3 separate regions of the Mus musculus genome follow, and regions 1 and 2 are each linked to region 3. A link is a contact called in public promoter capture Hi-C data. All regions are on one chromosome and are shown on one strand. Each heading gives the region's core, a stretch centred on a gene start, on an enhancer-like site or on the middle of the called end of the contact. The rest is flanking DNA. Distances are from core to core; before and after follow the strand shown.

Region 1 (4,398 bases), core at 42-2,541, 500 kb after region 3:
GATGAGCAAGGTTAACTACAGAGGGAGATGGAAGCTTCTGTTTCATTCTTTCTCCCTTTTATTCAGGTCAGGATCCCAGCCTAGGAGCCGGAGCTACCCACAGTCATGATGTGTCTCCCACCTCAGCTAGACTTCTCCGAAAACATCCTTCCAGGCATGCCCACAGGCTTGTCTCCTGGGTGATTCTACGTCTTTTCAAATAGCGAGTGAGTGTTAACCATCTGTGTTATTTAGGTATTTGTCACCTTGACACAAGGCATGATTATCTGGGAAGAGGGAACCTCAATTGAGAAACGGTCGTAAGTAGGTGGAACATTGTCTTGATTGATGGTTGATGTGGGAGGGCACAGTCCACTGTGGGTGGGTGGTTCTACACCAAAGCAGGCTGAACAAGCCACGAGATGCAAATGCTTCAGTTCTTGCCTCCAGGTTCCTACCTTGAGTTCCTTACCTGGTTCCCCTTCATGAGCTGTGACCGGAACATAAAAGCCAGCCTTTTTCTCCCCAAGTTTTTGATCATAGTCTTTAGAAAGTAAATTAAGACACTATCACATTCAGCTTTCCATTACTATAACAAATACCTAAGATGGATCAAATTATAAAATCTCCATGAAAGGGCAGATTCACTGTTTCCAAGCCTCCAATAAGAATGTGGTATTCATACTTCCAAGGACTAGAAATTCTCCCACTGGGTTCTACATCTTTTGAGTCCTCACCTCGACAGTGCCAAGCTAGAGACCAAGCTTTTAACACCCAAGGAGTGCTCCATACTCAAACTGAGCAAGGGCTCCACTGAGGGAGTCCCCGAGCCTTGGCTTCAGGAATCAGAATCCTAGAGTGCTATTCTGGTAGAAATTAAGCTGTTTCTCCTAGGACATGGGATTTGACTTGAATGTCTGAGATGATTGCCTCAGGATGAGAGGATTCCTGCCTCCATTTTTAGCTGCCTGGAGCTCTTTTCTTCCACCATTCAGACAGGCTTCTTAGAGCAGAGAAACTTAAGCAATGTATCCAGCCTTCCATAGGTCATGGCACACATACAGCATACCACTGAACAGAGGGGTTACCTACAAGTTGAAGGTGACAGCTGCCCTTTCTTTTCCTCTGCTATCTCCCAGGAGAGATATACACATAGCAAACCATTGGAGCACATGCCGTTAACCCCAGCACTAGGGGACAGGGTGAGTCTCTATGAATTCAATACCAGCTTGATCTACATAGTGAGTTCTAGGCTAGCCAAGACTACATAATGAGAAACTGTCAAAGAAGAAAAAGGAAGGGGGGAGGGAGAGCAGGAGAGGGTAAGAAAGAGGAAGAAGAAAAGAACAAGAAAAACAAAAACAAGAAGAACTCTGTCTAGTTATCTTTCCTCCATCGCAGGGAGTGATCAAAGGCCTCGGGGCACCTGTTCTGAGAGCCTAGCTTTAGGTGTCTGAAGACCCAGAGCCAAAGCCTGGGGTGAACAGCAGGCCATTATTTATCTGTGATGTCTTCATACTCAGGGCCGCGCATGGTCAACCTGATGGAAAGTCTAGTTTTTCCTCTTGAGACTAGTGACAATCTCTTACCACTGCAACTGCGTGAGTTGGTGATTCAGGAGGGACTTGAAAGAAACCAACTTTGCTGATTTCTGTGGGCGTGGATGGACTGGATGTGGCTTGTGGTCAGACTGCATGGCTGTCACCCAGATGTACTTCCTCACATCATACAGAAAGAGATGAAGGTGAGAGTGAGGGCAGAGGTACCCTTCCACCTCTAACTGTGTTGCTTATTTCCCATTCCAAGCCTCAGTGAATGTCCCTGGGTCAAGTGAGAATATGCCAAAACCATTAGCAAACATCTATCACCATTAACAAATAGATTATAAACCAATACTAAAGAGTCAACTGCCAACACCATGACAATGCTTCCCACCAGCCTGGCCGTGATACTGCAGCGTTACTTACCCAAGGACCTCTGGGCTGGGTTTGCCCTAGACAGTAGAACACAGACCAAAGCCATACCTGGTAATGCCTCTGCTAGGCCAACACATAGGAACTTAAAGAACCCTAGGGTATCAGGCACAGCCTTGTACCAGCTCATCCCCCAAGGCCAATATCTAGTGGTCCTCATGATCTCCACCTCCATTTTCTGGGTATTTGTTCTAGGGTGGCCCTCTTTGTCACAGCCCTGGAGTTGTTTGCCCTCTGAGCCTATGGGAGCTATAAGAAGAAAGACTATAGGTAGAGGCCTTACATAGGTCATATACATAGGCTCAGAGATGTGAGAGCCTCTCTGGAAGCCCTGGGAGGTCTCAGCAGGTCAATCCTCTCTACAACCTTTCACATCACATCTGAGGCCAGAACAAGTACTTCCAAATCCTTTGGCTGTGGTTTGGGGGCCATTCCAGGTGCTTGGACATATTTAGTCACTGTCAGATCAACTCTACAACCATGAAAGCAATGCTCATTTCCCATAGTCATTTATCATGCATACAAGAGCAGCTAGAGTTCTGTCAGTGGTGCAGCAAAGTGGGTAGTAGGGCTCTGACCTGCTTGGCTTTTTCAACCCTGACCAGAACTAAAGCAATGACTTCTCTCAAAAACAAATGAACAAAAAAAAAAAAATCCAAGCACTTTGTTACAGTCAAGACTGTGATGACCAAAATATCAAGGGATAATACAGTGTGCCACTGAGAGTCCCCTTTGAGGGAGAAGCTGATAACCAAGTATTTAGGATGCTATTAGTAAGCAGCCCTTTTGAAGGCATCTCCATCCACTGACTGATGAAAGCCCAAGGATGAACAACTGGCCACTCCCACCCAACCCAAGACATTCTGCAGTCCCCTCTACCACAGCTCTCAGGGGTGTTGGCTGAGTCTCCCCCAATTAAGATCTTAGCTGATGTTTCCCTCTGTCCACACCTGCCCCTTGCCCTCATCTGGCCACAGGGTGGAGGCGTGGTTTCAAGAACCTTCATTCCTTGTCTTCTGAATCCAAGTCAGTATCTGAAGTCAGTGAGACATAATACAACATTTGTACGCTTTTCCATAGAACTGAAGGATCCTTGAAGTACATTTTAAATTGATTGTATATATGCATATAATATGTTTTGATCACATCTACTCCTTATTCCCTCTCCAACTCCTCCCCTATACCAACTACCACTACTCCATCCCAACTTTGTGTGTTCTCAGGACCACTGAGTCACCGAACGAGACTAAGTGCATGGCAGTATGTCAGTGAAAAGGACACAGGCAAAGCGATGGGTCACCTCCACTGCAAGTGCTATGGAATGAGTCTCATTGCTTGGAAAGGAGCCTGCTGGCCCCCAGCCTTCCCCAGCCACAAAGTGTATTCTCAGCAGCCTGCAAGGAGTGCCCACTCCCGACAGAAGTCTAGGACTCTCTGGGAAGAAACAGTAAGAGAGCCTCAGCCCTCAAAGAACCTCCAGGCTCCTGTCTACCAGTGTCTGTCACTGGTGCAAATGTGGGGAGCCTTGTGATCCCCAGGCCCGGCTGACAATGTTCCAAGTTACACCGAGCTCTCGCAGACTTTGCAGGAGAACCCTTCGCTCCAAACCACTAATGAACTCCTTCCAGCTCCAGCTTTAATTAGTTTTCATTGCAATATTAATGATCCCAACAAACCATTTCAACTTTGCTGGTGCACAGCTGGAATTCCTTTATTTGGCATTTGGTCTCTTTATAAGAGAATCCCAGGCGCCTCCTCCTCTCGGCTTGCCCCATCGAGGGGGAATAAGATCACACTCTTACTTTGCTTATCCCTTGGCCAGCCCAGGGACAGTAGCTTTAATAATTCTGAAGCTGGGAGCATTAAACACATCACAAACTGCCATACAAATAACATATAATATAACTCCAGGATTTTAATTACAGTGACTAATATATGTACCAACTCTGAAATCTCTACGGTACCATTAGGCCACATGCATGGACATTATTGGGAGGCTTAAAATGTGCACAAGGTGTGCCATTAGTTGATCCAAGACCTTCCAGGTCTAGAGTTTTCACCTGGGACTTGAAATTCATTTCTTGGGCAGTTTGAACCACCCAGCCAAAGGCAGTGCTTCTTTCATTAGTGGCGATGAAAAATGATTAAACTTTGTCTCCAGCTCAGGTCAGCTTGTGTTGAACATGTCTGGGCTCGATGGCAGAGCAGTGAGGAGTTCTAGGTGGGTTCCTCTGGCTCCTTATTTTTCTCTGAGGGAGAAAAGCAGCAGCAAACTGATATGAAACTGTGGACCCCCCCTGAAACTTGTCAGCCTGGCCTTGCTGGAAAGTGACCTGGACTTCTATGGGAATTTACCCAGTGTTCAGTGTGGGATCCTTCCAGACATATGGCAGGAGCTGAATTAGTCCCAGAATTAGTCCATTTGCTGTTGCTGAAACACAATGCC
Region 2 (4,539 bases), core at 141-2,640, 310 kb before region 3:
TGGAGCTGTTCCCTTGCAGTGCATCAAGGTCTCTGTTGCCCTTCCTCTCTCAGCACCATGTCATGGACAGCTCCACTCGCCATCAACTCCTTTGCTACCTTAGGACAAATATCTGCAGTCAAATTGAGAGTTCAAAGGATATAAACCTCCTTTCAGCTTCTACAAAAAATTAGATTGATGGACAGAGGGAGGGAGGAAACAGAGAGGGGTTAAAAGAGGCAGAGAGAGAGAGAGAGAGAGAGAGAGAGATATTACAGTTGCATTCTGAGAAGACTGTATCAGTTTGTCGTAGTGTCATTTGCAATTCTGTGAAAGAGAAAACCTGTCCACTTGCGTGTTGCTAACATAGTACATACTCACCAGTAAAACGATGGGAAGGATGCTTAGAGCCTGTCTGTGCATTAAACCAATGCTGGGAAGAGCAGAGGCCCAGCAAGTATTTACAGGTCTTGGATGAATTGGTGACAAAGGTGTACTTTTTCCCAGTGGTGCTGCTGGTGATGGTGAGCTTTTTTCTCTGGAGGAAGCAAGCGCAGACTTAGAACCCTGACCATCTTTACCTATCCCTTTAAGTACACGTGTGTGAGCAGCAATAAACGATCAGCTCCCCAACTCAATAGCAGCACACTTCTGGAAATGCAGGGCAGGTAATGACTGGCAACAAAGGCTCGATTTCTTTTCTTAGGCAATAGCTAAAGAAAGTCCTTCTTCTTATTCTCCTCCTTCATTTGTGGGACAAATGTTCATATCATTGCTATTATCAAGGAGTGTGCTGGACAGAAAGAATGTGAAATGGGTCAGGGAACACTGGGTCCTCACAAGTACATTGTAAAATAGTGGGCAAGCATTCCCATTGTTTTTATTGTACATGCTCCAAGCTCCAAGATTCTTGTTCTGATAGGGCAGGGAGTCAGCAGAAAACAGGCAGGCAGCTGCACTGTAATAAGCAAGCAGAGAAACTCTGAGCTGTATTCAGGACCAGCCACCCACCAAGGCAGCAAGGAGACTGATGGTACTGACCTGGAGCCTCCTTATGCCTCATTATAATACATTAGCATAGTGAGCGCTCTGCCAATGGAGAGATAGAACAAAAATATAGGAGTGTTTTGAGCCGCATGCCAAGTAGCACATGCGCACTGGAAGCCTCCTCCCTTGCCTGGGAAAGAACAGAAACGCTTCTCCACGAAATGCAGCTTGCATCTTTGTTCCCGATCCTCTGCCTATGGCAGGTCTGCCCTTCTTGTCTGTAATAAACTTTCACTCGTTCTTATTCCTTCTGTGACATCTTCTCTTCGTGGCTGCAGATTGGGGAATCGTTATCTTTAAACATGATCTAGAAATCCTAAAGTCTAGGAACAGATCAAGAGTCCTCAGGATGCCCTGCATGCTGGGTATAGCAACACGCTCCTTTAATCCCAACACTCAGGAGGTATTGGCAGATGGATCTCTACTCCAACCAGGGCTGCAAAATGAGACCCTGCCTCAATCGATTAATCAGTCAATCAAATAAAAATAAAATCTAATAACTATTCTCAAACAAATTTGAAAAGGGGGAAACACACACTCCCACTCGGTCTGCATTTGTAGCACAGAAACTTACACTACAGTGAGCAAGACTTTTCTTGTACAAACTGCACACTTGACCTATCCTGCCTCAGCCATACTAAAAGATCTGTTAAACTTTACTTTTATTCTCTCTTGATAAAGTATTGTAAAATGTTGCCATGAGGGGGAAAAAATAAAGGAAAGAATATGCCATCCAAAATCTGAAATAAGAAACCATTCAGGCTTTGTCAAGAAGTTATTTAAGTGTTTTTTCTGGCATTTACATTATTTAAAAAGTATATCCTCTGGCTTTTAAAATTTGTATCTTTGGGATCTTCTTTTCTTATTCTAAATAACATCCCCTTTCATGAGATAGCTTCTATTTGCAACTTTGTATTCTTTTGCTTAAAGAGAACCACATTATAGTCTTGTATAGTCTGTTCTGCTCTGTGCCTTTATCTCTAAAGATTAGAGGTAATGTTGGAAAACACTACAGCTATCAACACCATCAGTCTCCTTGTTCTAAAAGGGATGATTTTTGATTGAATAAATCAAGAATGCATAGATGTTATGGTACCCAGTGACTGTACTTTTCGAAAAAGGCATCCACATTCCCTTGGCTACCTCCCTGCAGGGTGAAAAGATGAAAGGGGTGAGTCTGAAGCATCCTGGCTCCAGCTATTACTGCAAGAACTGAGGCTTCCTGGGCTGATCTCTCTGTGCTTAGATTTCTCAGAGCTCACTACTTGGGGCTTGCAGAAGCATAAAGAGTCAGTTTCTCTGTAAGATGTTTAACTGCCCATGAGCATCTGGTGATATTATATTACGTGATGGCTTTACAGCATAATCGTTCATGCATGCCAAGGAAGAAATTGATCATTAGGGGATGGAAATCCTAGTTAATCTTAATTAAATAGTTTCTTTGAGCTCATGAGCTTGATGACTTCCTGGATTTAATTTTTTAAAAAATTGTTTGTCCTGGTAATGAAAAACAAATACTTGTAAAATGAAACGTATGTATGTATGTATGCATGCATATATATACACATATATATATGCTTAAGGGGACTGTTGAACTTCATGGCCTCAAAATTTTTCCATGTTTCAAAATTACTAGAGAATCTGCATTTAGACAAATCTCAGTGAAATCTTTGCTTAGTTAAACATGCAATAAAGTGAACAATATAATAGTGTTGGATTCGGTTCAATAATTTGAATTTTTTAAAATATCTTTCAGTTAAATTAAAAATAATTAATGCTCAAAAAAATCATGGATATAAACATTGTTTATATTAAAGTTTGGTGAAAAAATATCAATATCCTGACAATACATGCATGGGTCAGTTTAATGACCTCAAAATATGCTAATTATTACATATTTTATGTAAGCTTTATTTTCCAAAATATACATGATAATTTATTAGGAAATTGTATTGCATATCAGACACTGACAATGTTAACTTCAATAAACAAGATTAAAAAACATAAAGGAAACATCCTGAAGCAGTTTACCTAGGAAATGTTTACATCAGATAATAAAAATAATGATCTAACAAGGAGAAAAATGAAGACAATAAGAGAAAGGGAAATAGAAGAAAGACTAAATGTGTCTGAGCAAAGAACTTTGTCTTCAAATGAGTCATTAGTGGATCATTGTGACATACTGACCTGGATGACCCCTGTGACAAGCAGGGACAGTCAGCTACCAGGGCCTAGTACCAAGTTAATACAAACTAAATTCAGGAATTAAACAGTGAAAGGGGGCTTTTCATATGACTTTAAATACACAGCAAGTTGGATGTTCAGGGAGGTTTGCATATTTTAACATTTCAGTGGCCATCCAACACCGTCTGCCAGGGTACCTACAGTCCGTCTGAGACACACCAGGCACCTGAGTACTGTGTGCAAAGGAGGCACAAATCCCCAGGGCAGGTGCTTCACAACCTTGCAGACTCCTGTTAACCTCACTTCATTTTTTCCTTCAGATCCCAGTTGTCCCTGCTTTGGGCACAGATGGACTCCCCTGAGTTAGGGAGAGCGCATGGAGAAAAATATAGCACTTGAGGCTATAGGTCATTTATAGAGACTAAAAGCAAGACAGCAAGGGGTAGCATGAGGGAAAAATAAAGGCTTCCTGGGGATCGCCCAACCCCCATCTGCTTAAGTATTTGATCCTCCCAAATATATCCGTGTACCAGAACACAGGTTGTATGTGAATACATCAAGAGAAATTTATCTAGCACTTAAAATGGTCACAGATCAAGAGAAAGGGAGGCATGGGTGGCTATCATCTAAGCTTCACTCACATGAGTTGAAATCATCCCAGTTTCTCTCCATGGAAACTGGGATGTTGCGATTCTGCGGCTGCCTCTCACTTCATAGACAATGATGCCTTTGGTGCAGACCCCCAAGGCCATTTTCCCTTCTGGCCTCTTCTTCTCTGGGGAAACACGGTGAACCAGGACTCCATATTCTGGAAGTTGCTGAACAATCTGGAGGGAAGAAAAGGCCAATTTAGGACCTGTGAAGTCGCCAGTTCAAAATGATGACCCTTGACCCCTTGTGTGAAAAAGGTCCATCATTGCTAATCAAGGTGAAGAGGGATTCGGCTAGACAATTCTTTCTTACTCTGGAATATAGCTACACCATGGATATGATGACATTTTTTCCTTCTTTTTTTCTCTTTGAACCTAAAGAACTCTTCATTTGCGGAATCCCAGGAAGAGCATCTGAGACACATATCTTTAATATAGGACACTAGGATATAAAGATGGTGAAGAGGTGTTTCTTAGGATTCAGACTCTTTTGGAACATCCCCAAGTCAAAATATGGATGCGGCCATATGTATGTGGTTCGATTTAAGAACAATAGCTTCAATTTCTTTGTACTACACATATCAGAACAATTTACTGCTAGTGGGTAGGATGTTCCAGCTTTTACTTTAGTAAGCTTAGAGAAAAATCAGAAATACATTCTCCTATATCTGAGAGACAA
Region 3 (4,261 bases), core at 152-2,651:
AAACATGTGCAGGAGCCTGCGTTCCACCTAAGGCTGGCTAAACAGAAGTCTCCAGAGGAAGTTGGCAAGCTTGAGGAGGACTGGGGCCCAGAGGACGTTACTGATGGCATCTATTTCTGGAATCCAGCACTCAGGTCTAACCTACCAAAGACACCACCCAGCTACAAACACAACCAGCTCCTTCCTGCCTGAGGTCCATCCTGTGCACACACATTTAAGTCGGGCAGCTCCAGCAGGGTCTACCACCTCTATGACACAGCACCTGCAAGACCCAGCACCTGCAAGACCCAGCACCTGCAAGACCCAGCACCCGTATGATGCAGCACCTGCAAGGCTCAGCACCCGCAAGACCCAGCACCTGTATGATGCAGCACCTGCAAGACCCAGCACCTGTATGATGCAGCACCTGCAAGACCCAGCACCTGCAAGACCCAGCACCTGTATGATGCAGCACCTGCAAGACCCAGCACCTGCAAGACCCAGCACCTGCAAGACCCAGCACCTGCAAGACCCAGCACCTGTATGACCTTGCACCTTCAGGATCTACACCTGTGTGACCTGGCACCTACACGATTCAGTTCTTGAGGGGCCCAGCATCTTCAGGGAATACCAGACCATCATCTGTCAGTGACTCGAACAGACACTAGTCCCACTGTGACTAGCTGCTGCCTTCCCAGAGCTTCCCGGAGCTATTCAATCATCCTCTCTGCATCTTTCAGTTCACTACCAGGCTGGGTGGCTTCCTGGCACAGACAGAGGAGCCTTGGGATGCCCAGTTCTCCCTGTGGAAGCTCTATCCAGTGTCCAAGCAGTCTGTGGTCATGGTGATCCTCATGGCCGTCAACTGTCATTAGAGTCCCCAGCCATTGGAACCCAGGACCCTTGACACTGGAGCCTGATTTCCAGGCTCACAGAGAGCAGATGCTGGGTCATGGCTGAGTGCTGGCTAACCAACTTGTGCTGAGAGCTGAAGGAAGATTGAGTCCCCACTTCATGGTGCCCACAGCCCGCAAGACCAACGAGGCTCCTTCAGTGTCACCGAGCGACCCCACCCTTAAGCACGAAGTCAAGCACACAGGCAGCCATTCCCCACCATAGAGCCAAATCCTTACTGAAGTATCTGGCAGCGAAGGTTCTTCTTTTGCTGGAAGCCGTCGGCAGCATTGCTAGGCTGGCAGTGTGCAGATTTCTCCTGTGTCTTCTCTGGAAGGCAGCAGCCACATCCTCAGGCAGACAAGCTAATTCCCAGTTTCAGTAGCAGGCGATCAGCATCTATAGTAGAGAAATATATTTAGAACGCTCTTTCCAGGCATTTGCCTGGATTTCAAACACGAACAAAGCCTGCTGTGAGGGACAAGTTTCTCTGTGGAGCATGTACCTTGGGGATCTGAGAGCAGACTTGGGGAAGTCAGAGTATCAGTTCCTCAAATCTGTAAAATGGGACCAGCAGTGACAACTGCGTCTCAGAGGGAGAAGATGCCAGATTCATCAGCGGAAGCAAGGGCTCGGTGAGCCAAGGGCTCTAGCTACTAGATTTGATATTTTTCGCCCCCAAGGGAACAACATGGAGCTAAGTAAGGGACCGTGCAAATTGCTCTGAGCATGCTGGCTGGTTCCTGGCTCACACTTTGGCTTGTGGTCCAAGTGCTGGGGTAGACCCCAGGAAAGCTCTGTCACATCCTTAGGGTACCACTTCTCCATTCTATTTTTGGAAATGTGTCATCATTACATCATTTACAGTTGTGGAAAATGGGTACAAACGAACAAACAAATAGACAAAGCTTGCTTATAACTAGCCAAGTGGTATTTCTGCCGCCGTGAACATCATTCACACAGCAGCAGTCCTAGCGACCTAAAATAAAGCCAGGCTCTGAGATGGCAGGCACACTGTCACCTGTCTTTAGGACATATGATACCATTTGCAGATGGAGCCCAGAATGCTCTTCCCCTACCTACCCTGTCTCCAGTGTGCTAGTCTCTACAAGCTGAGCTTGTATGAAGCCTGAAGTTACCGGTAGATCCTTCCAACCTGGGCAGGAGGAGGCAGAAGGAGGCAGGAGGAGGAGGAGATAGAGATGCGGGCTGAAATCGGTCCATCACTGCCACAGAGAACAGAAGCTTGGGGCTATGGACTAGTGCCTGGTATTCTGTGGGTCCTGCTGGGGCAAAATGCTTCTGGTTCACACTTTAGCATGTGGGTATAGTTCCTGTCACTGACTGGTCCCCAGGGAGTGATGGGACAGCACCTGGAATGGAGAAGGCAGACTGCCTTTGGAATAGCAGAGAGAATGAAGCGGTCACTAAGCCCTAAATCTTCAAGGGCCTAAGCCCAAGATATTGGCATGACCTGGGACCCAGGAGCACAGATGGCCTTGAACACACAGCTGAGCTGGGAGTCTCCAGGGAAGTGATGGAGCTGGAGCCAGGAAATGAGGACCCTGGAGTTGGTACAGACCTCAGAGACCCTGAGGGATTTGGGAGTGACACCTTCAGTCTCTCCTGGAAGAGTGCACAGTTTGGAAGCATAGGTGGACGGGGGTAAGGCTCTGAGGGTGGGGGCACCCCACACCCACTGTAGCAAGCCTTAAGAATGAATGCTCTGGGTTCACACTGTAGGTCCAGTCCCTAGCAGGACACAAAGCCAGGTAGGCGTGTAGTATGCCTGTAAACCCAGCAATCAGGAGGTGGGGGCAGAGACTCAGAAGTTCAAGGTTACCCTCAGCTATATAGTGAGTTCAAGGCCAGCCTGTGCTACATGAGAGCCTGTTTACAAAACAGAAGTCTAACGTTAAAGTTGAATTCAGGAATACAAGGGCACACATTGGCTCCTTTAGGGGGAACAGTCTCATAATTGGTGGCAGACAGCTGGATCTAGCAGGTTGACATGTCAATCAAGTCTGGGTTTCCTTGCAGTTCTGTTTGCTTCTAGGGTGTTTCCTCTTCCCTCTCTTCCTCCTTCCTCTCCTTCTCCCTCTTCTTCACCCTTCACCCTTCCTCCTTTCTCCTCCCCCTCCTCCCCTTCTTCCCCTGGCCCTCCTTTATTTTGGGATCAGCTTTGGGAGCTAACATTTCTTCTCTCCCGCAGAGCCCGAGGAAAGAGGACACTGTCCAGTCTCAGACAAACCACAGAGCTTCTTCCCAAAGCCTGTCAAATGCCTTCTTTCCTTGATTTGGGGCACTAACCAATGCACTCGACTGGATCCAAACCAGTGGGGTGTGCTGATTGGCTAAAGCAGCCGGGTCTTATCACATCTAAGGAACTGGGTGGGGCTGGCTTTTCCCAGGACCAGAGAGGGCAGGCAGAGGAGACAGGTGGGTGCTAGAATAGACCCTGGGAGACTGTAACAATTGTGTATACGTTTGCAGGAGGGGGGAAGTTCCTAAACCGATATGCTACTGTGGGGTTGGAGTAGAGAGGGGTCACCTCTGTGAAAGAGGAAGAGGTTTGCTCTCTAGCCCTTCACCTTAGTATTCTCCTAACCTACCTTTCTAAGCAAGGTCAACAGCCGGCCACACCCAGCCAAGCCCAGTAGAGCCAGGGCCCGCCTAGACGCCTCCCAGAGCATGACTCAGCTCCAGGCATGGCTCCGCACCACGCTCACAACAGATCTGTTTGCCCTGGACTCAGGCCAGTGCCCCTGTGCCTTATCTCACCCCACCTGCAGGCACAACTGCACAATGCACACATTTACGTGACACCTGACAGCAGCTGGGGGAGGGTCTCATTGTGGAATCGTGATGCTCCGAGCCACGCAGCAATTTAATGTGGCTTAGGAGGGTATTTAGAGTCCATCTTTAAAGAATGAACTCACAGCCTGGGGTCAGGAAACTTGTGCAGCCCCGGCTCCCCACTCCACCCCACACAGGGTCGCTGCTGTGTGTGGCTCTCCTGGAGCTGTCCTGGCTCACCTGGATCTCATCTTTGCTCACCTGGACGTGGAGAGCAGGCTTCTCTGTCTTTGCCTGAAGAAGGAGGGGCTCCTTCTTCGTTCCAGGAGGGAGCACTCTAGCTGCCGCCCCTCTTCTCACCCCGTGGGTGCCCTGCCTTTGCCCCTGCCCCTGGCTCCCATGGGACGAGTCCGCTGGTAGGACCAGGGGATGCAACCCAGGCTGAACATCATCAGGCAGGATGCAGGTTTCCTGTCTCCTCGATGCCTCTGGGGATGATGCTCTGACAGCTGTCCTTGGCTGGCCTCTCAAGGCTGCAGCAGCAACCTCAGCGGCTCGGAAAGTGTAAAAGGCTGACCTCTGCAGGAAGCGC

Evidence for each region. Promoter capture Hi-C pulls out the DNA fragments that hold promoters and counts their contacts.
Region 1: a promoter capture Hi-C map of neutrophils shows a contact between it and region 3, with 4 times the contacts expected there. The contact joins the enhancer-like site here to the promoter of Arhgap22 in region 3. A contact is called at or near these places in 10 of 39 promoter capture datasets (the 3T3-L1 cell line, cranial neural crest, embryonic stem cells and 6 more).
Region 2: a promoter capture Hi-C map of hippocampal neurons shows a contact between it and region 3, with 2.8 times the contacts expected there. The contact joins the enhancer-like site here to the promoter of Arhgap22 in region 3. A contact is called at or near these places in 5 of 39 promoter capture datasets (the 3T3-L1 cell line, hippocampal neurons, liver and 1 more), 1 of 15 datasets of contacts at CTCF or cohesin (stem cell-derived epiblast-like cells), 10 of 484 Hi-C or Micro-C datasets (the N1E-115 cell line, cerebral cortex, cortical neurons and 5 more) and 1 of 9 other capture datasets (embryonic stem cells).

Annotation. Positions count from the first base shown.
Region 1 is chr14:32,714,199-32,718,596 of GRCm38.p6, reverse strand. The region is part of intron 1 of Gm28651 (a long non-coding RNA gene); the gene reads right to left. Among named protein-coding and RNA genes, the nearest start is that of Gm28651, 31 kb to the right of the region's middle. Within about 2 kb of position 1,291, at least 19 of the 459 cell types and tissues checked have an H3K27ac peak or open chromatin away from gene starts, as enhancers often do. A contact at or near this core is called in neutrophils, where this site is marked.
Region 2 is chr14:33,522,327-33,526,865 of GRCm38.p6, reverse strand. It overlaps Frmpd2 (FERM and PDZ domain-containing protein 2), which reads right to left. Exons shown (of 30, transcript XM_017316244.1): 14 at 3,852-4,037; 15 at 361-517. Among named protein-coding and RNA genes, the nearest start is that of Frmpd2, 41 kb to the right of the region's middle. Within about 2 kb of position 1,390, at least 42 of the 459 cell types and tissues checked have an H3K27ac peak or open chromatin away from gene starts, as enhancers often do. A contact at or near this core is called in cerebral cortex, cortical neurons, hippocampal neurons and 1 more, where this site is marked.
Region 3 is chr14:33,213,963-33,218,223 of GRCm38.p6, reverse strand. It overlaps Arhgap22 (Rho GTPase activating protein 22), which reads right to left and starts at 1,401. Exons shown (of 11, transcript NM_153800.4): 1 at 1,379-1,401; 2 at 1,113-1,272. The coding sequence starts at 1,164.